Linked DNA regions of Mus musculus: all the other regions are linked to region 1. The links are chromatin contacts, called in public HiChIP or PLAC-seq and promoter capture Hi-C maps. All regions are on one chromosome and are shown on one strand. The core of a region is the stretch at or near the end of the contact, and the rest is flanking DNA. Distances in the headings are between cores, read along the strand shown.

Region 1 (3,709 bases), core at 440-2,939:
CGCCGAGGTCCGCGGCGGGTCAGCTTTGTTTACGTCGCCGCGCAATGTGCTGTGTAAGCATTTCCCCTTGTCCCGCGGCCAAGCCCCCCGGGGCTGCCGCCGCACTTAACCCCCTCCATGCCGCACACACGGCTCCCTAAGGGGCTCCCGCGGCCCGAGCCAAAGACCGCGATCCGAGTGGGTCGCGGCCAGGCTCGCCCTCCCACTGCACGCTCGGGAGCCTTAGCTGCACCCCTACCAGTAGGAAAGGGGTGCGGGCGCAACCGCGCCCTAAGCGCCGCGGGCCCTTTAATGCCACGGGAGGAGGCGGGGACCGGGCGAGGCCCCCGAGGGCGAGGGAGAGCCCGGCCGGCCGGACAAAGCGAGGCCGGGCCGGGGCGGGGCCGTGCGGGGCTCACCGGAGATGAGAGGCCCCGACAGCTTCTTGATCGCACCGTTCGCATTGGCCGCAGCAGTCCCGGGTGCAGGACGTCCTGGAATCCCCGAGAGAGGCTGGTCCTTCAGCTCCTGGCCGCGCTGCTCTTGATTCTCGTCCTGCTCCTCGACCGGCTCCCCATTCTGCTCCTCGACCGGCTCCGCACCCTGCTCCTCGACCGGCTCCGCGCCCTGCTCCTCCTCCGGCTCCTCGTCCTTCTCCTCGACCGGCTCTGCGCCCTGCTCCTCGCCCTGCTCAGAGACCGGCTCAGTTCCCAGCTCATCACCCGGCTCAGCACCCGACTCCTCGCCCTGCTCAGAGACCTGCTCAGGGACCTGTTCCTCGCCGTCCCGAGTCGCCACGTCCGGGTTCGCGTCCGGGATCGGGTCCGGAGTCGGGTCGGAGGTCGCGACCAGGGTCACCTCCGGAATTGGGTCTGAGGTCAGATCTGAAGCCGGGGCCGGGGTCGCGGGTGGGGTGGGCTCCGCGACCACGGCCGAGGCTGGGGCGCTGGGCGGCTGCTCAGGCGCCTCCTCTAGGCCGTCGGGGGCCTCGCCAGCCGGCGGCCCAGAACGCGGGATGACAGCCACGGCCACCGGGGGTGGCCGGGGCCCCAGCTGCAGGCGACAGCGCCCCACCTGCACCGTCTCGCGGTAGAAGGCGGGCACAGACTCGCTGTCCACCTCCATCCACTGCAGACGACCAGGGCCTCGAAGAGGCACATCCTGCTGGAAGTTGAAGTCCCAGCGGTTCTGGTCCTCGGCGTTCAGCTCGGCCAGGCGCATCCGCAGCTCGCGGCCCAGCTCCTCGTGGTCTACAGGCCCGAAGAGGCTGCGGCAGGCGCTGCTACGCGCTATCACTGGGAAGGTATCGCTGGAGGCCAAGCGTTCCATCGCTGTTCTGCTGCGGAGGTACACGTCGGACATGCCCATGGTCGAAGGCTGTGCAAACGCGGGCAGCGAGAAAGAAGGGAACGGGAGGAGAAGGAAGAGGGGAGAGGAGGAGGGCGGAGGCTGGGCGTGGGTGAGACCCCTTGCACAGCCCGCGTCCGCCTCTGCCTAAGGACGCAGCGGCTACCTGGCTGATTGGTGATGGACGGCTCCTGCGTCTGGATCGCTTGTCCTGTCCAGCTTGGGCCGCGCCCCCTCGGAGCTTGCCTGCCTGTTCGCTTGCTCTCAGTCGGGCCTAGCCGGCACCCCTCGAGCACAGCGCACTCGGCCTGTGGAACGCCCAGCCCGCTGCGCCCCTTTATACGCGCTGGCCCCACCCCCGCGCGCGCGGGCCTCCTCACGATTAGCATAATGTAGTATTTTCAGTTTCAACAACACCGCGGCGATTGGAGGGTGCAGCCCGCCCCGCCCACAGAGGCCCTGCCCCCGCGCCACGCTCATTGGCTGCGCGCACACACCCCCGGGGCCGGGCGGGGCGGGTGACGGGCGGGCGCTGATTGGCGGCCGCACGGCGAGCGGGCTGCGCGGGACAAGGGGCGGGGCTCGAGTTAAAGAGCTCTGCGGGCGGTAACGTGACACCGCGACGCCCCTCCCCCTCGCCCCATCCCCCCCCCCGCCCCCCGCGGGCTCCTTTGTCTGCAGGCGGGGGCTCGCGCAGCCGCGACGCGCGCGCCCCCTCGGACCATGGAGCTGGGCACAGCCCCTCGGCGATGCCGACGTCGGTGAAGGTCCCTCGGTCCCCGCAGCCCGCGCTAGCCCTAGGACTGCACCAACTGATTAGGGCTTTAACCTACTACTACCAGCTGGGTCCTGGTCCTGGCAGTACCGTGGCTGGATCCACCCTCTACACCCAGGCCTAAGTATCTGCCTTCGAGGCATCTGCACACCTGCTGGCCCTAAGACCCTCTATCACGGAGTTAGAGACAGGGGTCACATCCATTCTTTTCCTGAGGAACAATACTGTAGAGATCTAAAAGATCTGTAGCCTGGTCTATAATAGGCCCACCTACCCGGGAGATGAGACACAAGTTGGGCCCATCCTAGCCTGTACCTACATCACTGATAGATGCCTAGGACCTTAGGTTTGGGTCAGGCCATATTCGACCCCCAGTTCTGCCTACCTTAGTTGGCTGGAAGTAGTTATGCTAGAAAAGAGAGAATGACCCCTCCTCCACAGCAGTGCCTCTTGGTGGGGCCCTGAATACTCACACAAACACACCCGACATGGCCTGACAGAGCCCCCCCCCCGCCCCCCGCCCCTGCTGCCTCCGCTACCGCCGCCAAAAGGAGTTCATTATTTAGGGCAGGGAGTCGAGAAGGTGACTCAGGCATGTGCCAGGAGCTGGCCCCCTCCCCCCGCCCTGGGGAACCAGGACTTCCGGACATACTTGAAAGGCCCTGCAGAGCCCCAAGCTCTCAGCTCCCAGCAGAGATGCCTGTGAGACTTTTGAGACAGAACCCTATTTACAGGGTTAGGTAAGTTGGGCCAACCCGGGAGTCAAGTCAAACCCTGAAGCCAGGGGCCAGACTGTCCTGGAACAGGTGAGAGACGGGGTTTGGAAGCTGCTCTGGTGGAGAGACCAGAGCCTGTGACCTGTAAGGATTTCTTTTTCTCGGTACACCATATTACAAATCTCTCAGGGCATTGGTATGTCACAGTAATTTTCTTGAGTAAAATAAAACTAATGAGGGCTTTCAAGGGGCCTCATGAACCCCTCATTCACTAAAAGCTAAAATCCACTAGCCCAGGGCAGGAAGGAGGCAGGGCTTTGTTCTGTCCCTGTGTCAAAGCCACATGGGCCTCTTCAGAGACCCTGGTCACAGGACCACACTCCACACTTATTTGTGACCACCTGGCCTCCAGGGTCTCCCCAACAGTCCAAATATCCAGGCTGCAGCTGTCGAGGCTAGAGAAGGTCCACCCTGCCCACAACCTAGGCCAAAGCTGCTGAGAGGACTGACTGAACGTGCTCCCTGGGGTGTGGAGCTACTGGGCCCTATTTGTTGGGAGAAGCAGTCTAGACAGCCAGATAGATCATCTGTGCTGCAGGCTGCCTCACTGGGCATCCCTACCCCAGGATGCTTGCATCACTTGCTTTCTCCTTTCATATTCCCGTTTCATCTGCTTGTTTGTCCGTCTCCACACAGGTTAAAGTGAGCCCTCCACAAGTCTGTAACGGTGAAGTTCCATCAATGCTAGCTAGCATCAACAGACCTGGTAAGCACACTGCTTCCAGAAGCAGGGTTAAGTTCCCCATCTAGCCCTCCAACCCAAGGGACCTGTAGGTAAGTAAACATTTGTCTGGCTACAAGAATCGTCTTCTATTTTTGACATTAAAAATAC
Region 2 (3,709 bases), core at 831-3,330, 510 kb before region 1:
TTTAACAACAGTCTGGCAGAGGAACCAGGCCAGTCCTTGGTCCATGCCTCCCTTCTCCTCACCCAGAAGGCAGTGGTGCCTGCATCATTGCTTAGGATGATAGCAAGAACTAAGCTTTAAGCTTGCTAGGATCCCTAGAAGTGGCAGAAGCTGCTTCAGCTTCCACAGGGACTCAGAAAGCCACTCCCATTCTATCACCAACCTAAGCAGAAGCCAAATGCTTCTCTCCCCCGACCCCGCCCCAGGCTTACAACTCTCCCTGAAATAGTCAAAGTTGAGCTCACAGGCCAATCCACCAAAGCTGAAATTGCAGGGAAGGGAGCAGCAGCAGCCATGAGAATACCAGCACAAGAGAACCCAAGGCCCGTGAGGCCGAGCATCCGAAGAAAAATTCAGCCACACCAGCTTTGCATCTGTGAAAGCCAAATGGGTATCAAGATGACATAGAATCCCTGGGTTGTGAACATGTGTGAGTTCTCCTGGGGGAGAAGGTGTGAACAAATATCTTCTCACTCGGAAAGGCCACCCATTACAGACCAGAGAAAGGATTCCTCGTGAGTCTAGTTCAGCCTCTAAGCTTATTACAGTTACACACAGAAGCACGGGGGACTCAGAGGCAGGTACATCACTGAAAAGCCTAATCCAACATGGGCCATAACTCACAAAAATCTGTGTCACTGGAGCTCCCTGCCCAGCTTGTAGGCAGCGCCTCTAGTCAGTTACTATTTGCTGCTTCTGAACCCTCTAACTTCCCCATCTTCCTGGATCTTACACCACTCCCTTTCTAGGTTCCCTTGCTGTGATAAAACACTGGCTCAAAGCAACTTGGAGAGGAAAGGGTTTATTTCATCTTACAGTTTATCGGGAAGGGAAGTCACAGCAGTAACTCAAGGCAGCCAGCCACTGAAACAGAGGCCATGGAAGAACACTGCTTACTGGCTTGTTCTGTCTTGATCAGCCAGCTTTCTTACACACCCCAGGACCGCTTGTCCAGGTGTGGTACCACCCACAGTGAGCTAAATCTTTAATCAAGAAAATGCACCACCGACTTGCCTACCAGAAAAAAAAAATGGTGTCATTTTCTCAGTTGAGGTTCCTTCTTCCCTGATGACTCTAGCTTGTGTCAAGTTGACAGAAACCTAAGCAGCTTAGGTTTGCTTCAATTTGGAGTGCATTGATACATGCCACCACCCACTGAGAGTGTCCATGCATATCTTTGGATACTTACAAAGGGGATTAGTGGGTATCTTGGGATCCCCCATACTGTGTGTCAGGTTACAGATCCTTTAAAGACTCTCTGTCTGTCTGTCTGTCTGTCTGTCTGTCTGTCTCTCTCTCTCTCTCTCTCTCTGACAGAAGTCAGGCCACACTGCAGCTCTCTGGACATAGTTGATCAGCTGCCTGTCTCTTGTGGTCTTGCCCTGCAACTCAATGTCCAGGACCCCTTGGTATCCAGACCCAAGACAACCTTGAATTATAGCTACTTTAAAAATATTCGTATTAATTCTTTGAGAGTTCATACAATGCATTTTGATCATAATTATCCCCCCCAAGTCTTCCCCCTAATTCCTTAGATCCACCCATCTTCCCAACCCACACCCATCAACTTCCTGTCTAATTTTTCTTTTTAAGACAAGGTCTTTCTATGTAACCATGACTGTTCAGGAACTTTCTATGTAGACCAGACTGGTCTCCAACTCACAGAGATCTGCCTGCCTCTACCTTCCAAGTATTGGGATTAAAGGCATGTGTCACCATGATGTTTGGCTGGGTTTTTTGTTTTTTTTTTTTTTTAAATAACCCTTTGACTCCAGATAGATATTTAGATAGATAGATAGCTGACTCTCCTTCTCCCAGGAGACATCAAGTGTCCATAGCTCTTCAATTAAATATCCCCCCCCCCAACAAAAAAGGGGTTACAGAGTTGGCCCCAAGCTAATGACACTACTGAGAGGTGATTGGCTCATTAGTTGACTAAATCCAAGGGTGAATCTACTGATGAACTCACAATTAGCTGGGCTCTTAGGAGGAGGGGCCTGGATGGGGAAGTAGGTCACTGGGAAGTGTGACTTTAAAGGGTATACTTAGCCTCAGCACTGTCCTCACTCTGCTTCCTGCTTCCCCACCACCTTGACTAGAGCAGGTCTGCTCTGCCACACCCTTCTGTCACGAGGCTGTCTTCCCCCCACCCCCACCCCCCACCCCCACAACTGGCCAAGAAACAATGCAGCCAGTCCCCACCCCACCAGGAGACTAAAACCACCAGCCAAACTAAATCCTTTCTCAGTTGTTTTTCTCAAGTATTTTGTCGAAGCAAAATCACAGAAAGGTGACTAACACACTGCCCAGGGCGCAAACTCAGCCAGTTAGTTTATTTGCTCCTGGGGGGAAAGCTGCTTGCTACTGCAGAGAGAAGGCTCTCCCTGAGGGGGAGAAAGAAAACCATCCAGCTTAGGGTGCCATCGAAGAACAGCCCATCCGGGGAATTCTAGAAGCCCACAAACCTGTGGTGAGGAGTGAGCTGTGCACCCCGGAACCACAGCAGGAGGGGGAGGAGGAACTCTGAGGAGGCTGGGTCCACAGGACATGGAAATACAGGGATAGCCATAAAAACAGACCGGCGCCCCACCCCCATCCTCCTGCACTGACAGAGCTTTGATATTTAACTCTAACGCATATTTAATTGAGATCTCAGAATAGAAGCCTAGAAGAAGAGTGCAGACAAACATCTGCCACTCCAGTTCCAGGGGATTTAATACCATCTATTGGATTCTGCAATCACCTACACACAGGTGGCACACACACACACACACATACACACACACACGCACAGAGAGAGAGAGAGAGAGAGAGAGAGAGAGAGAGAGAGAGAAGAGGAAGAGGAAGAGGAAGAAGAAGAAGAAGAAGAAGAAGAAGAAGAAGAAGAAGAAGAAGAAGAAGAAGAAGAAGAAGAAGAAGAAGAACCAATCTTTAAAAATATTCCTACCATGATACATAAAACAGTGTGATATTATTATCTGGTAGCCATTGATTAAATAACTAAGTTTGTGTTTGCACATGTGTATGTGTGATATTGCATAATATGTTATGATATAAAATAAAATCCAAGGCAAATTTTTTATCAAGGGGGTATAAATAAACCAGAGTTAGGGATGTAGTTCTGTACTAGAGTACTTGCCCACTATGCACAAGATCCTAGGTTCAAAATCTCAAAACAAAACAAAATAGAAAGATTGACTTTAATAAGCCAAAAATGGGAACAAAATGGTACAATAAAAAAAAAATCCATGGGGTCAAGAAGATATCTCAGTGGTCAAGAACACTTACTGCTCTTGCAGAGGACCTGGGTTCAATTCCCAGCACCCACATGGAAGCTCAGAACTGTCTTGTCACTCCAGTTCAAGGGATTTGACACCATCTTCTGGTCACTATGAGAACTTCACACACACACACACACACACACACACACACACACACACACACACACACTACATTATTTTTTCAAGTGGAAAAAGAACTGAGGTTACAGTCAGTGACGGCTAGTATACTTGCTTAGTATGTGCAAGAGTCTTAGATTAAGCCCCTAGCACTGAAAATAATAACTAGGATCTCAAAAGGAAGCTAGCATGTTCAATGGTGAAGGACCACAGTGGTGCTCTCCTTATGATTAGAGAAGGCATGGGGTTTCTCTCTTGCCTCTCTGACTTTA
Region 3 (3,709 bases), core at 462-2,961, 490 kb before region 1:
AGGACGCGATTTGCAATGCAAACTCACCCCGCCTCCAGCACCCGACTCGGCCAGGCTCTGACAGCACTGGGACCTCGCCGGCCCGGCCCTGAGGCCGCTCCCCTCCCCTGGCCTCCCCTTCCCCCACCCACAGCAGAGCTCTGAGAGGAAGTTTTGCAATCCCGGACAAACAAACGCCGGTCTTGCTCAGGCTTGAAAAAGGTTGAGGAAAAATGAAGCGTGCGCGAAATCCAAGTGATCGCCCCAGCTGAGTCCTGGCTGCACAGGGTCCCCGTGGCGCTAAGTGTCAGGCCCGCCCACCACGTGTCTCCCTTACTGCTTCGCCTCCCCGCCGTCCTGGAACTTACCTTAGGGGGGTGGGATGCTCAGTAGCCCCCTAACCAACTGGAAAAGTCAAGCAGCTCCTGCTCCATCGGGCTTAGCTCTCCCTCGCAGCTGCTTTCCTCCGACGAGTAGGCGGAGCGCGGGGAGGTAGGCTCAGAGCAGCCCAGGCGGTCCGGGGACGGAGACGTAGAGGCGCAGGACAGAGACGCGCTGGCAGGGGAGGCAGAGGGCTGCGCGCACTCATCGGACGGCGGAGTAGCGGGTGTTAACAGCCCCCCAGCGAGCGCGGCACGCACCGCGTCGTGCTCTGCGAGCAGCCGCTGCAGCGCACGAATGTACTCTACCGCGGAGCGCAGCGTCTCCACCTTACTCAGCTTCTTGTTGGCGCCGCCGTGCGGCACGTGCTGCCGCAGCGCCTGGAAGCCCAAGTTTACCAGCTTTACGCGGTTGCGCTCGCGCTCATTGCGGCGTGCCACGGCAGCCGAGCTGCTGCTGGCCTCGGTTGCTCCAGATCGCCGCCGCCGGCTGCAGCGCAGCAATTCCGGAGACGCTTGTCTCCGCCGAGCAGCGCAGGCTCCAGCGACTCCAGACGAGGTGGGCATGAGTCTGGGCAGCGCGCCGCCGTCCATCAAGCTTGCATTCAGCCCCTGGGCCCCTGCTACGAGTTCTGGTGCGGCACAGGAAAAGTGCTCGCGAGGAACCGGGTGCGGTGGGAAGTGGACGTTTGCACCTTCACGGGCCTCAGGCAGGGCACTGCTGCAGGACTCCCTAGGGCACGCGTCGCTGGCCTCCTGCAGTCCTGGGACCCCGTACCAGTCAAGGTCTGAAAGAGTAGGGAAGCGTGGTACTCTCGTGTCCCGCGCGTGCTGTCAGGCGCTCCCCAAGTCTCCCTTTACGCGGCTCAAGCGGCTCCTTTTTTTTAAAAAGTATAGATAACTCTCCTCCGCCCGCCACCGCCTCCTTTCTCACGCCCTCCTTCCTTCGCCTCGCCCTCCCGCCACGCTTCACCCTCCCCTTGGCGTACACATTCTGCAAAGCTGACACCGTGCGCTTCCACCCCCACCCCTCCCGGGTGCAGTTCATGGCCTACTGACGTGCTTCCATGCTCCGGGCAGATGCTTAGCTTATTGCGTCCTCGAAAAATCCTCGAGTGCAGATCCCGAACTGCGCTCCGCAGGTCCCGCACACTCAGGGGCTGAGAGAGGGTCCGAGAGAGGGTCCGAATGTACTCTACAGGCACCTCCACCCGTCCTGGTGCTCAGCCCTTAAGCCCCAAGAGCTGCCAGGTCTCCGCACACCTAGCGCTTGCAGCCGGATGAAGAACCGGACCAAGCTTTGCGGTGACCAAGAGGTAGGAGGCAGAAGAGCGCGACCCCCTAGGGTAGCACGAGCCTCAAACCCGCACCCACGTCCCTCCCCCTGGCGGAGGAGGCGGGAGCCGGGGTCTCAGCCAATCTGGGATCGCCCGTTTGGCCAATGACAATTGGCGCGGTCCTATGCCGGGGCCAGAAGGAAGCGTACGCCTGGCGCGTGGCTCCAGAGATGGGGGAGTGTCTCGCACAAGGCTCCACGCCCACTCCGCCCCACCCTGCTCCTCCACCAGGACCCGGTGTCCACGCATTGCAGGAGCACACCTGTGCCCCTTGAGTGTGAGAAGGGCTTGAGGAGTGGTTCAGACCAGTAATGGGAAATTTCATGTTCCTGGGCACCTGTACCCATTTAGCCCCTCATGCACACCCCATGCCTCTGTGTTTTCAAGAATCCCCAGGACCGGTTGCCCTGACCTGAGAGAATACAATCAAGTCCACTCCTTTCTCACACTGTCACCCATCTGCACCTTACAGCCAGCTCTCCAAGTCTGGGTCTCTTTTCCTAATGGTGAATCTACCCAGACTAGTTTTTGTTCGGTTCCTGGACTTTTTGTTCAATAACACTTCTTCGGATTCCAGCAGACCTCTCAGTCCCATCCTTCCCCTGAGGCCGGTGGAGGGAAGGTTGAAGGGGAAGGGAAATGCACTGACCTTGTCAAAGTCTCAGTTTTGCCCCATTGTCCCAGAAGTGTGCTCTCAAGGCCGTAGCAAGCCCAATTTTTCCCTCAAAGGACTAGGTAGGTGCTTGGGAGCCAAGCAAGACCTATAGGGTTCAAGTGGTCTATCCTGTGGGTAGTAACCTGGAGTTACTTTCTTTGTAAATATCCGACTGGGGGAGGGCTACCAAAACCAGGCTTCTCTCTGCTTTCGCACTGCCTTGGAGCATGTACTGCCAGTGTGGGGCTGCCTGCAGGTTCCATGACTCTCCAGGATTCGTCAAGGCTGTATCATCCTAATCCAGCCTTTTGATAACCTTGCTGTGGGAAGTGGGCAGTGAGTCGAAATTTCCCGGGTGTCTGCTAAGAGCACTTGGATAAGTCTAGTCACTTCTCTGCTGTTTGGAGCAATCCAGTTGGTCTGGGGAGATTGTTAAGTAAAGCACTTGCTGTGCAAGTGTGAGGACCTGAGTTCAAATCCTCAGAACCCATAGAAACCCAAGATGCCAAGAAGAGAATTCCTTCAAACTTCCAGGCCAGCTAGCCCCAGGACTGCAATAATGAACAACAACGTCTATCTTAAACAGGCTGGAAGGGAAGGACCAACATCCAAGATATCCTCCAACCTCCATACACACTGCTGTGCTCATCCTTGCACACGCAAGCATGCACACATATACAGAAGAGATGGAAACAGTTTGTATCCTGGTGCCCTGAGGAGGTTTGATCTGCAAACCCTCACTGTACGGAGACCACTGCTGCCCTGTTTCCTCCCTGCCTTTCCCTAAGTTGTTTTTTGTACTTTTCCTCCATTTAGGGGTGGTGGTGGGAGAGTCTCCTGAAGCTTAGGTTAGCCCTTAATTCACTACATAGCTAAGGATGACTGTGAACTTCAGAACGTCTATCTTCTTCTTATATCTCCAGATAGATTATAGGCATGCACCGTCACACTCATTGTATGTGATGCTGGAGATGGAACCCAGGGCTTCATATATGATACATGCTAGACAATGTGGTGCATTCTAGGCAATCTAGCAACTTAGGTACATCACCGTGTGTCTGTGTGTGTGTCTGTGTGTGTGTGTGTGTGTGTGTGTGTGTGTGTGTGTGTGTGTAAAGACTCACGACTCTTTCAGGGGTCTCACCATATTTCCTTCCTCTCAGGCTGGTACATACCCTACTTCTATAAAGCCAGCATCTCATCCTACTCAGCACCTTTCCCACCTTGGCCCCTCCCCCATCCTGGCCCTCGTACTTTCTGCAAGCCCAACCTACCTTCCTCAGCTTAAAGGTGACAGTTCCCTAGGGATTGGCGTCTCCCTAGGTGTGCCCCTTCATTTCTTAACTTCACGTACCCAC
Region 4 (3,709 bases), core at 690-3,189, 340 kb before region 1:
GTTGGAGTGGGTCCGAATGCATTGCAGAAACTCAGATCCCCAGTTGTCCTAGTGACTAAGGGACAGGACCTTCCATCTCTTTCAGAGATGAATAGGTGATAGCCCACAACTCACCCAGCATACACCTGTCTTGCTTCCCACTGTAACAGTAACGGGGAAACCAAAGCACTGAAGAGGTCCCAGCTTTGGGTGGGGGGTTGGGGGGAGGTTCCTTGCCAAATCCTGCTAATGTCAAAAGCCCCTCAGGGCTGATCTACACCATCATGGGTCCTGGTGAAATCACAGATTCGGCCTTGAGGGTCTCAGTTACCAACTTGTCCAAAATCTAGATGGGTGGGACAGCAGGTATTGGGTAGAATTGTTCAACCAGGACCTACATTGGCATCACTACTGGAGGAGTAAATGAGCTGAGTACAGCCTCCTGATCAAGCTTTTGGGAAATACTGTGGCAAGAGGAGCATGCTTTGGTGCTCATGGTGGAATTGAGGTGTGCAAGTTAAGATGGAGGGGACCTGTAGGCCTAAGGACCGAAATATGCAGGGGAGGAGAGATGGGTAGAAGGACTGGGAGAGTGTGTAGCATGTGCCCTCTCTTGGGTCCTGATTAAACAAATTGCAAAACCCAGTTTGAGATTACCTTGCTCGAGGGTATGCTCCATTCTGCAGTGGGTGTCACCTGTTGGGTCTATGTCTGCTGTGTGAACTGGCTCTGCCCAGTGAGAGAGGGTGAGGTGGCTATGATCCTTCTGTGGTCAGTTCCCTTGCTCCCTGAGGACAGGATGCCAGGAAAATGCAGGGATGGAGCAGATAGACTGAGGCTTATGCCCAGTGCTCTAGTGCTCCTTCATGCCAGCCCTGTAATATTGGCAGGGAGATGGGAAGGCCAGGCTTCTGGGAATACTTGAAGGGACCTAACCAGAATGGCCCATCGTATCTGTGCTTACAAAGTTGTTATGTGGCGATGAGCATAGGAGCTGAGTGCTGCCTGGAATTGGCCCTGTTCATGTGACCTGGAACTCTGGAGGACTAACATTGGGGAGCTAACCAGTGCTCAGGAGCAGTAGCATGCCCACCTGGCTCAGAGAGTTGTGAGGAGACAGGAGGGATGTAGAAATGTTAGGGCAAGAGTCAGGGGAGGAAAACCAGAGGGCTGTTGGTGAACCTTGGAAGATGTACAAGCTTACAGCTTACTTACAGCTGCCCTGGCCCTGCTGGAGGCCCCCAGGAATGTGGGGGTGGGGGTGGAGATCACATTTCTAAGTCAGAGAAGCCACCTGACTTTGGCTGAAGCCACTTACATATCTCCTATGGTCTGGTGTCTATCTTGCACTTCTTGCTTTTTTGAGACAGGGTTTCTCTGTATAGCTCTGGCTGTCCTGGAACTCACTTTGTAGACCAGGGTGGCCTCGAACTCAGAAATCCGCCTGCCTCTGCCTCCCGAGTGCTGGGATTAAAGGCGCGTGTGCCACCACCCCTGGCTCTATCTTATACTTCTTGAAAGGGAAGAAATGCCTAGTGTTTTTCAACTTTCCATACAGCAAGTCTGTGGTCCTATCTGTAGACAGCCAAGGCTTGCAGCTGCCTTCAGTGCTGACCTGAAGTCCAGCGATCGTTGTCTGGAAAGTGGGCAAGGATTCCCCACCCCTTCAACTCCTCCTCTCCTGTCATGCTTTTACTTCCTCTATTTCTCCCCTTCTCCTCCCACCTTCCATTTCCTCCTTCTCCCCTTCCCATCCCCCTCCTCTCCTCTTCCTTCCTTTCCTACTTCCCTCCCCCTCCCTAACCCTTCCCCCACCTCCCTTTACCTTCCCTACTTCCTCCTCCTCCCTCTTCTCTCCTCCTCCCCCCTGCCTGAAGTTTTTCACTTGGTAACTGGCCAGGCCCTTCCCAGTTTCCAAGTAATGAGGCATGCATAAAAGTCTTTGAGGTGGTTTTTGTTCTGTAGGGTCACTCCTACAGAGTCCCTCTCTCCCTCTCTGGGGACGGGCTATAATATCATGGTGCTTGGCCCAGGCACAGTGAGTTTGCTGTTTACTCCACAGGTCCTCTAGAGGACAGCCTGGAGTGGATTGCTACCTGTTGTCACCCACATGGTTCTGCCCCTCCTTGAGCAGTGAGACTGCCTGCTTTCAGACAGTTCCCTCTATGCAGGCGAGAGTCTCAGGAAAGCCTGTGTTCTTGTTCTGTACCCTGGCTAGGTGATTCAGGGCTGACAGAATCCAATATGGCTTGCCTTCCTTCCATGGCTCAGCGGGGGAGCTGTAGTCTACACACCACATCTGGGTCCTAGAATTGCTTTAGCCAGATGGGCGTGGTTATTCTTTGTGAGAACCTGAAGGCCAGGGATGTGTACAAAACCACACAGGAAATTTGGTGTCTTTGAGTCAGACCAGATTGAACACCTGGCTACCAATGACTGGCAGCACTAGCTTCATAGTTCAGGAGCCCTGCCTGGTACTCTCACAAAGCTCTCTGATCCCAGGAAGGCTGGGATTCACTGAGCACCCAGACAAGTTGTGGGTTCACCTTCTAGGGTTCTGTATGCAGTACACAGTGGAGGTTTCCAGAGAAACCATAAAACCCAGATCCTCCCAGCCAAGTAGAAAGCAGGAAATGGCGAGTGACCCTCAAGTGACCTAGTCCCTGGGAAGACGATAGACAAAAGACAGGCCCAGGCAGCAAAGGCAACATGGTTTGCCTGTGTTTCTCTGAGCAGACAGATACAATGGCCATCTTTCTGGGGGGACTCTGTGGAAGGGAATCAGTGGTACAGCTGTGGAACTTGGTCTCTCAGGTGACACTGGAGAACAGGAAGTCTTCATGTACACAGAGCTGGCCTCTCGCCTTTGCTGGATTGCAGAATGTCCTCTCCTGAGCAAGTAGTAGTGGCAGGCGGCAGTTGAGATGGGTGTGGCACCATCCCAGAGACTTCGTACTGGGGTTGTGTGGCCTGGGAGGTCACCTTGCTTTGGGGCTGTTTCCCCACATGTGGATAGGGTCTGGGCCTCTATCTCAGGGATGCTAACAGGTCATGTGATCATGCGTTTGGGCTCCTCATCTTGCTATGTATGACCATTTAAAGGCCCCCAAGGCTACCCTCTCACTGCCCAACACCTCTGTGTCTCTGGCATTGGAGGGAGTTATTTCTAAGTGGACATATGAACTAGTCATCTCCTTGTAAATGTTGAGAATATTCTGGAAATAAGGTCTGTAGAGAGGCAGTTCTCCAGAGCTTAGAGGAGATAAGCTATGGCAACCATATAAGCTGATCTGGAGTAGGGCTGAGACACGCTTGCCTCTAACTCTGTCCAGATAGCTTCCATGACACTCACTGAGTAGGAGAGGCCCAGATGGGAGTCCATATTTCCATGTGTGCACATGTGTGTTGGGTGGGCAGTGTGGCAGTCCACAAATACTAAATGGCTATTTCTATGTGGCCCCTGCTCCCAAGTCCGGCTTCTAGGGCTCAGGAAGTTGGAGTGTTAGACTATCACAGGATGCATGGGTGGATGCATGTCTGGATCAGTGGGTGTGTTGGTTGATTGGATGTGGTGTTCCTGTGAAGAGGAAAAGATGGACAAGGGTATGGGTGTGTATGTCAGGGGCAGGGGTGTCATGTCAGGGTTACTATCTTTCTTGTACCCCTCCCCTGACATTTACACTTGCCTGGGAGTGAGTGCCTGGGGGAGAGCTCTGGGTTTCTAGAAAGG
Region 5 (3,709 bases), core at 675-3,174, 280 kb before region 1:
AAGCTCATTGGCCCAAGGACAGCCCTTTCTTTTATATCTCTGGGACAGAGCTCAGGGCCACACTCCATCAATGTCCCCTGGCCTTGAGTCCTTGGTTCTGGCAGCAGCATGTGGATTTCTCAGGGAGGCCCTTTAGGGAGCTGGACAATACTGGTGCATTAGGCTGGTACTTTTATTGGTGGGGGGAGCATGCTAGCTTTTTAGGTGGCTGTTACAAGGTCTGGGGGATGCTGGGATGGTCTAAATAGGCAAGGGGTTGGAAGGTGGGGGTGAGAGTACACCCCACACACTAAGCCTCTGAGGACATGGAGAACCCAGAGGATGCAATGTGTCTGGGGTCTAGGGAGGCTTTTGGGTGCACTGGGCCATGAGACCCTTTGGGTGATAGCCCATAACCTTTGACCTCAAGTGGACAGCAGGAGCAGGCATGGGGGTGAGGGAGGGGTAACAGGTATTTATGTGTTCTGTTGAGAAATTTGAGGCCTATCATTCAACACTGGGGTTGCATTTGGATTATGTCTATAAGACAGGTGAGCTTCAGGCCTGGCCCTGACTGAGCAGGGGTGACTATGCTGGAACAACAGCTGGTATCAACCCTGTGGTCTGTTATACAAGGGCTAAGCTCGCCCCACTAACCCTGCTATGGACTAGGGTGTTGTTACCTGAATTAAACTGTCCCCCACAGTGTGTCTCCTACAGACTCACACTACTGCTAAATGCTAATTCTTCACTGGAGTTCCAGTGTGACCTTTGGTCTGAGGGCTACTCCTCCTAGGTCCAGTATATGTGCAAAGCTGGTGAAAACCATTTTATCTCTGTCTAAACACTAGATATGGCTACATTCTACCTAGGACAGGGTTGTTTTCCTATGTCTCTTTCCTAGAAGCCCCTGAGCCTTACTGATTAACTCAGCCTGGCCTGCCCTGGACATAACTAGCCAGACATTTTCAGGGGATGAAGGGGCTCAAGTCCGCTGAATCCAGGCTTCACACTGTGTTCACATGCTGAATTGGAGATCTGTGTAAGGGGATCTTGCTGTTTCACATAGCCAATTCCAAAATGGGTTTCCCTCCAAGTACTAGGTCAGGGGGCACCTGTAGCCATCAGAAGCCATTGCTAAGGAGATATTTGAATAATGACAAACATCTGCAAATGAGAGAAACTCACTAGATGATCAGCCAGCTGGGTGATGTATGGCCATGAAATTGGAACAGAGGCCTTCTGCCTGGGCTAGCACTGTAACTAAATATTGGGACTTCTCATGGTCAGGCATGCTGTCTCCCATGAAGTCATATCCTGTGCTGGGGATTGGGAGTATGTTTTTCATGTTGGCCAAAGATACACACAGTACTTTGGGCAACAGCCCTACAGACCCAGATTCTCAAGAAACAAAGATGAATCAATATCCCTGCAAGCCAGCTGCTCAGAGATTGTTCATTTGCCCGTTCATTCATTCACTCATCATTCATTCATTCAACAGGCCAATATTGAGCTCTGACTGGAGTGAACGAGACTATGGCTCCTCCCTGGTATGCTCAGCCAAACTGGGCCCATCATTGCCAGCACTCTCTCGCTCTCCCACACATAGCCACCCCCCCCCCATTCCCAATGAGTTCACTTCATGGGCCAAATGCTTTTCTCACAAGGAAGGAGCTATGATCTCCCAAGCTCACTCCTTCCATCAGTCACTGCTCATGCCCAAAACACAAGCCAGGTGGTGTACTATTTTGTCTTAATTAAAAGCATTTATATATGATGTGCAGTATTCAGCCCTCACTCATGGTGGACTCTCCAGCAGCCGACAGGTGGGGGCAGGGCCAGCATGTGTCACCCTTCAAAGAGGAAGTTCCCTCCAGGGCCAGGCTCCTGAGGGAGGCCAGGCAGGGAGCCAGCTGGAAGCAGGCCTGAGCAGCACAATGCTTTGTGGCTTCTCGGGTTTGTGGCTTTGCACAGTCCCCTAACATATGTGGGAGTGGTTTCACCTCCTCACCCCAGGCCTTCCCCAAGGGCCTCATACCAAAGAAGGCTGGCTGGGAGCTGGGGAACAGGTCTGGGACAGGGCTGGAGACCTGGAGGCCACCATAGGCTGTAGTTCGCATGGAATGTATACTTATTTCAAATCCTCCCATCACCCACTTGTGGTGCGGCTACTCACATTTTCACGCCATAGCAGGACTGAGGATCAGACCTGAGCTGCCCAGGGGTGGAACAAGCAGGAAGGGGATTCTCACTCAGGGCAGCCAGTCCCTGACAATGACCCTGTGGCAAGAGCTGGGAGAGAACGGAAACTGGCAGCAGAGTATGGGTATCCCAGACCAGACCTTCTGACATCACTATGCCATAGCAAGCCAGCCAATGCCTCACCCTCCAGATACTGTGCATGTGACAGGTCTTTGGGTGTTTCATTGAAGAGGCAGATAGTGAAGGCTAGGGAAGGAGAGGCTATTCACCAATCAAAGGCAAGGCCCCAGGCTTACCTTGACTTCTCTCATGGTGATTGCCAGGCCGCCAGCGACCGTCCCTTCAGTTTGTGTCAAGGCTGTGTGAACACAAAGCAGTACAGTTGCTCTCACCCAGTGCTGTCACAGACTGGGAAGGCCCCAAGATTGCTGCTAGCTGAATTATAAATCATGGTCAGAGGCTGAGTCTGTTTTTATTGAGAGAGCTAATGGATCCACTTTGTTTTTTTTTTTTTTAACTTGGTTCTCACACCAGTCACCTGCAATTATTTATTTACCTTCCTATTCATCTACTCAACCAACCATCGACACACCCATCCATCTATCCATCCGTCCATCCATCCATCCATCCATCCATCCATCCATCCATCTGTCCATCTATCCATCTGTCCATCTCTCCACTTTCCCATCCTCCCACCTTCTCATTCATCCATCCATCTACCTATCCATCCATTCTTCCATTCATCCATCTATCCATCCACTCACATGCCTATCCATTTGTCCACTCACCCATCTCCTCTTCTATCCATCCACCTTTGTGTTGATCTGTCCATCCACTGCAGTAAGTAACCTGGATGACAGCCTGGGTTTCTCTAGCTTGTAAAGCCTCCCTTTCAGTGCACTCTGACTTCAGAGTGTATGTGGATACATTGGGAGAGGTCTGGTCTGTGTGAATTGACCTAGGAGAGTTATTTCACATCCGTTGCTGCCCGTGCCCTTGCTTGATTCCTCTACTGCCTCTGGATGGATTGGGGGGACTTTTGTACCCAAACCTCAATAGAGGCTATGGATGGTGGGTACGGTGTCTCCAGTGTGAGGCAGAGCTGTGAGCTATGCTCTAAGGGAGACAGTCCTCAAAAGACACATGTCCTTGAACCCTCATTTTCAGATATAGAACTTGAGCTCTGTTGATTCCATGAAGCTAGACAACACAAATGTCAGCACTATGTTACCAGACCAGATCATTAAACCCCAACCCTGGTGTGGAGTCTTCCCCAGCAAATAACAGCTGACACTGTCTACTCTTAGCATCCCTGGGCTCAGTGTGTTAACCTCTCTGGACAGTTGTTATAGGTACTATGAGTTACCACAGATGGATACCTGAGCCTGCTAGTCACGGTTGTGTCTCAGCAGAGGCTCCTGGCATGGTAGCTTGGTGTAGGTGCTCTAGCCTGAGTGGTCATAGCCTCTAACACAGGCTTATTGCTTTCTTTCTCAGGAGATTGTCCTTGTGGTGTTCTTTGGGACAG
Region 6 (3,709 bases), core at 786-3,285, 260 kb before region 1:
AGAGAGATTTCTCAGGAGGTACGGGTGCTGTTTCCATTATGAAGACATACGGTCAAGCATTGTCCCAGGAGACAGGGCTCTGTGGGTCTGGGGTTTTCACATTTCTGGTCTCAGATGTGGATGTACAGTCTCCTGTTGGAGACTGGACACTCCTTTCAGTATCTGGGCCACTAAGAGTCATGCCCAGCCTCATGTGCCACATGGCCAGGTCTTGTGCCTGGCAGGAAGGAGGCAATGATGTTGGATGCTTGGTAGAGTGTGAACTAAGGGTTGAGACCAACAGTGTGTGTGCAGCAGTGTCTCCTGAGTTTACAGCATAACCCCTGGGAGACAGCATAGGTGGCTGTGGAAGGGACTTCCCCTGTAGTTCTCATATATCTCTAAAAACTTCAGTGCCCACCTCAGGGTAAATGACTCTAGCAGCTGTCTATAACTCAAGTTTGAACTGTTCTGGTCTTTTCCTTCCCCTGAAAAGTATGGGTATCGAGATAGTAAGCTAGATTGTGAGCTAGGCCTGGGATGTGGCCCATGTCACCGTATACCTTTTGCTCAGCATCTCCTGGGAAGCCCCTTACACTGTCCTGCTGGCTGTTTCCTCCCAAGACTGTATGCTAAGGCAAATAGTCCAGACATCCAGCATCCACAGGTTCTTCATCCTCTGACTCAATCTGTTTACAGACTATTACGTGGAAGTTCCTCTTCTAAAGAATCGGGAGGTGTCATGAAGACGTACAAGCAGGTTCTCCGCAAATGCTATGCCATTTTATCTAAGGGATCAGAGTACCCATGAATTGGGGCAGCCCAGGAACCACTCTCCCAAAGGCAGGGAGGAGAGACTTTGCCCAAGATGCAGTCCTGGGTGGAGGGGGCACCTGACTAAAAGCACAATAAGTGATAGTTGGACCTCAGTACTTGAGGTCAGGAGAGAGCCCTTTTCCAGATGGAGAGGTGGAAGCTTGAGCCAAAGGCACCAATGCTCACCTCATCCTCTCTCCCCATCCTACCTGAATACTTGTTTGCTACAGCAATGATAGGCAACCCACTACCTAGAGCTGGCTCCTAAGGTCCTGGTTTCTCCCATCAGAATCTTGCCTCTCATTCAGAATTGTTCTGCTTACCTTCAAGAATCCCAGGCTCCATGGGAAGGCTTCATTTGAGTGTCCTGTTAGAGACTGAGTGTCCAGTCTCATGTGCCACAATGGCCAGGTCTTGTGCCTGGCAAGAAGGAGGCACTGATGTTGGATGCTTGGTAGAGTGGGAACTAAGGGTTGAGACCAACTGTGTGTGTGTAGCAGTGTCTCCTGAGTTGACACTCTATCCCTCCACTCTGCTGTCATGTAGGTGTGTCTCTCCCTTCTCAGACTTCCTCCCAGTGCCTGGGACCTGCCAGAATGTTTTGTGACTAAGTAGAATGCTCCAGGATCCTCCAGAAACTTCCAGCTCATTGGCAGTTGTAAGGACAGTTTCAGGTACAGCAGAGGGTGACCAACAGTATTATTCTTCATCTTTCTTCTAACAAGTGTCTGGGCCCCAGCCTACCAAGTCCAGCTTCTCTAAGGGCAGCTGATCTGTGTCCCGTGTCATTGTTCCCACCACCACATCTTGGCAGGAGGGTGGGAAGTGTTCAAGAAAGGGGCCATGGCTGTTCTATGCTCTCGAAGGCTATCTTAGGCATCCCGTCTGTCAGGACCCAGCCTGGGCCCCACTTTACTGAGCGCCAAGCTGCTGCGTCCTCATCAGATGGCATGGGGATTTGGCTCGGGGCTGGCCACATCTCCATGAGCCCCTGGGACATACTCCCCGCCTGCCCACTGGAGCGGGCACAAAGGGCAATTGTGCCAACAAATGCCCAGTGCCCCTGCAGCTCTGCTTCAGGGGTAGGACCATTGTCTCAATGCAAATAGGGGCTTTCTGCTAATGCTAATGGGCAGGTTGGGCGTGAGCAGAGGCGGCAGGGATGCAGCCCTGTGCCTGCCCAGGAGAAGCATCACTCGATGTTTTCTGAATACGGGGCAGCAGTGTCCCTGCCGTCCATTCAGCCTGCTTAGTGTTATGAAGTCCGCAGTGATGTCTGCGGCATGTTAATGAGGTGCACGAGCAGAGAAAGCAGCACTGCTTGTGGAATGCTCCCACACCGTGTCGTCTCTTTCTGTTAATGTGATAAGTCAGCCTAGTCCAGAGCCACCAGATTTTAGAGACCGAGCCACTGGTCTTGCCCCTCTAAGGATCTGGGGCAACCCTTACTTCACAGGTTACCTGATACACCCCAATCTTCTCACCCAAGAGACTCTTGGGAATCTTGAGCACTCTGGCATAGAGACGAGGTGCTAATCCCAGGCGGGGAGGGAGGGTTGCCATCACTGGGAAAGCCCCAGAGTGCCTGCTCCCACGAGGCAGATCCCAAGCAGACACACTGACTTCTAGTGCCAGGCTAAACCGGGACTTGGACCTCATTTGTGTATGAGAACTAGGAAGCCATCATCTTGTCCTTGCAGAGGACACTTACCTGTTCATGGTGTGCAAAAATCTACCTGTATAGTGTTCTTTTACTATACAGTGGGTAGAAGTGAGCTGCAGTGCTGGTCCCAACTAAAGATGACTAGCAGAGACCCAGAATCATGCGGGGACCTCCCCTGTAAGGACACTCTACTAAGCTCACCTAAGAGATGTGTGCAGGTGTGGTGGAATTGGACTGGTGGAAGCAGGTAAAGTAAGGGGTCTTTTTATGGTAGCATTAGGGCTCAGGCTACCCTGCAGTAAAAATGGGTCTGTGCCTCCTGTAAAGAAACACTGTGGAAAGCAGAAAGAAGTCTACAACTCCCCCAAAGGCCCACCACTCTTGCCAGGATCTTGTACCTTTACAGGGGACAGAATGCTAACAGAGAGGGTTCAGGGGACCATATAGGCCTGAGAAGTATTGTCTCTCACTCTTGGAGGACTCAAGCCACATGCCATTCAACTTACTAGCATCCCAGAGGGATTGATATCCAGGCTCAAGGAAGAAGTGCAAAGCAAGACCCAAGGCCCTGGTTGATGGAGAAGCCATTGTCCAAGTTCAGGTCCAGAGAACCTGACCCTGGTAACTTGACTGCTGCTGTCCATAGGGATCTTAAGGACTCAATGTAGGATTAGTGGGCATCTCCACACTAGTAGCCACTGTGGGTAAGGCTTGAGTATTCTCACACACACAGTAGGTCTGCTGATGTGTGTCAAACAGCACCTCTGACTTCCAGTTCACAAAGCTGTTAGTGACAGAGGTGCTTGCTGGATGCACTCCACTCCAATCCAGGCAGGCTGTGAATTTCTATGGTCCCCATAGGATTATATTTTAAATATATTGCTGACTGTTGTCTCATGTGGACCCATCTCTTGAGCCCCGTGACTTCTGGTTGTGTTCTAGGTATACTGTTAATCCCCCACTGACACACACAAATACACAAACACACAAACACAGACACATAAGCACACATGTACACACGTACTCACATACACTTACATACACATATGCAAACACACGTATACATGTATACTCACGTACACACACACACACACACACACACACACACACACACACCCTTCCTGGAATGTGTTGCCCAGTGTTTTGATTTTATCTTTTTTAGATTCTTCTTCTCATTAGTTGCTCACATTGCTAACAGTGTGAACCTCTGAGGCTTGCTTGCAGGTTTAACTGGACCTCCTTTGTCCTTAA

Evidence for each region. Promoter capture Hi-C pulls out the DNA fragments that hold promoters and counts their contacts. HiChIP or PLAC-seq counts read pairs in DNA pulled down with a chosen protein or histone mark.
Region 2: a contact with region 1 is called in an H3K4me3 HiChIP or PLAC-seq map of embryonic stem cells, with 21 read pairs. The contact joins the enhancer-like site here to the promoter of Cdkn1c in region 1. A contact is called at or near these places in 9 of 39 promoter capture datasets (the 3T3-L1 cell line, the C10 cell line, the SN4741 cell line and 5 more), 4 of 115 datasets of contacts at active chromatin or transcription factors (embryonic forebrain, embryonic stem cells and stem cell-derived neural progenitor cells) and 2 of 9 other capture datasets (embryonic stem cells and liver).
Region 3: a promoter capture Hi-C map of embryonic stem cells shows a contact between it and region 1, with 10 times the contacts expected there. The contact joins the promoter of Ascl2 here to the promoter of Cdkn1c in region 1. A contact is called at or near these places in 20 of 39 promoter capture datasets (the 3T3-L1 cell line, the C10 cell line, the HPC-7 cell line and 11 more), 2 of 15 datasets of contacts at CTCF or cohesin (embryonic stem cells and large pre-B cells), 8 of 484 Hi-C or Micro-C datasets (embryonic stem cells and reprogramming fibroblasts), 8 of 115 datasets of contacts at active chromatin or transcription factors (embryonic forebrain, embryonic midbrain, embryonic stem cells and 2 more) and 2 of 9 other capture datasets (embryonic stem cells and liver).
Region 4: a contact with region 1 is called in an H3K27ac HiChIP or PLAC-seq map of embryonic stem cells, with 8 times the contacts expected there. The contact joins the enhancer-like site here to the promoter of Cdkn1c in region 1. A contact is called at or near these places in 5 of 39 promoter capture datasets (the HPC-7 cell line, embryonic stem cells, liver and 1 more), 1 of 15 datasets of contacts at CTCF or cohesin (embryonic stem cells), 32 of 484 Hi-C or Micro-C datasets (B cells, bone marrow-derived macrophages, differentiating embryonic stem cells and 5 more), 29 of 115 datasets of contacts at active chromatin or transcription factors (bone marrow-derived macrophages, cardiomyocytes, craniofacial prominence and 13 more) and 5 of 9 other capture datasets (adipose tissue, embryonic trunk, liver and 2 more).
Region 5: a contact with region 1 is called in a promoter capture Hi-C map of neural stem cells. The contact joins the enhancer-like site here to the promoter of Cdkn1c in region 1. A contact is called at or near these places in 25 of 39 promoter capture datasets (the 3T3-L1 cell line, the C10 cell line, the HPC-7 cell line and 16 more), 13 of 484 Hi-C or Micro-C datasets (8-cell embryo, the C10 cell line, the CH12 cell line and 10 more), 17 of 115 datasets of contacts at active chromatin or transcription factors (bone marrow-derived macrophages, craniofacial prominence, embryonic basal ganglia and 12 more) and 3 of 9 other capture datasets (adipose tissue, liver and pancreatic islet).
Region 6: a contact with region 1 is called in a promoter capture Hi-C map of neural stem cells. The contact joins the enhancer-like site here to the promoter of Cdkn1c in region 1. A contact is called at or near these places in 15 of 39 promoter capture datasets (the 3T3-L1 cell line, the C10 cell line, HPC-7-derived erythroid cells and 8 more), 5 of 484 Hi-C or Micro-C datasets (the HL-1 cell line, LSK cells, bone marrow-derived macrophages and 2 more), 16 of 115 datasets of contacts at active chromatin or transcription factors (bone marrow-derived macrophages, craniofacial prominence, embryonic basal ganglia and 12 more) and 4 of 9 other capture datasets (adipose tissue, liver, macrophages and 1 more).

The regions. Positions count from the first base shown.
Region 1 is chr7:143,459,361-143,463,069 of GRCm38.p6, forward strand. Cdkn1c (cyclin-dependent kinase inhibitor 1C (P57)) reads right to left here and starts at 1,690. Exons shown (of 4, transcript NM_001161624.1): 1 at 1,493-1,690; 2 at 435-1,356. The coding sequence starts at 1,347.
Region 2 is chr7:142,947,666-142,951,374 of GRCm38.p6, forward strand. No RefSeq gene overlaps it. Among named protein-coding and RNA genes, the nearest start is that of Ascl2, 20 kb to the right of the region's middle. Within about 2 kb of position 2,081, at least 14 of the 459 cell types and tissues checked have an H3K27ac peak or open chromatin away from gene starts, as enhancers often do. A contact at or near this core is called in embryonic stem cells, where this site is marked.
Region 3 is chr7:142,967,553-142,971,261 of GRCm38.p6, forward strand. Ascl2 (achaete-scute family bHLH transcription factor 2) reads right to left here and starts at 1,712. Exons shown (of 3, transcript NM_008554.3): 1 at 1,419-1,712; 2 at 348-1,147. The coding sequence starts at 1,428. The coding sequence ends at 366.
Region 4 is chr7:143,117,757-143,121,465 of GRCm38.p6, forward strand. All of the region lies in intron 1 of Kcnq1 (potassium voltage-gated channel, subfamily Q, member 1), which reads left to right. Among named protein-coding and RNA genes, the nearest start is that of Kcnq1, 12 kb to the left of the region's middle. Within about 2 kb of position 1,940, at least 49 of the 459 cell types and tissues checked have an H3K27ac peak or open chromatin away from gene starts, as enhancers often do. A contact at or near this core is called in bone marrow-derived macrophages, embryonic stem cells, induced pluripotent stem cells and 1 more, where this site is marked.
Region 5 is chr7:143,179,052-143,182,760 of GRCm38.p6, forward strand. Kcnq1 (potassium voltage-gated channel, subfamily Q, member 1) reads left to right here. Exons shown (of 16, transcript NM_008434.2): 3 at 3,679-3,709. Among named protein-coding and RNA genes, the nearest start is that of Gm28821, 40 kb to the left of the region's middle. Within about 2 kb of position 1,925, at least 62 of the 459 cell types and tissues checked have an H3K27ac peak or open chromatin away from gene starts, as enhancers often do. A contact at or near this core is called in neural stem cells and pancreatic cancer cells, where this site is marked.
Region 6 is chr7:143,196,321-143,200,029 of GRCm38.p6, forward strand. All of the region lies in intron 10 of Kcnq1 (potassium voltage-gated channel, subfamily Q, member 1), which reads left to right. Among named protein-coding and RNA genes, the nearest start is that of Gm28821, 58 kb to the left of the region's middle. Within about 2 kb of position 2,036, at least 17 of the 459 cell types and tissues checked have an H3K27ac peak or open chromatin away from gene starts, as enhancers often do. A contact at or near this core is called in neural stem cells, where this site is marked.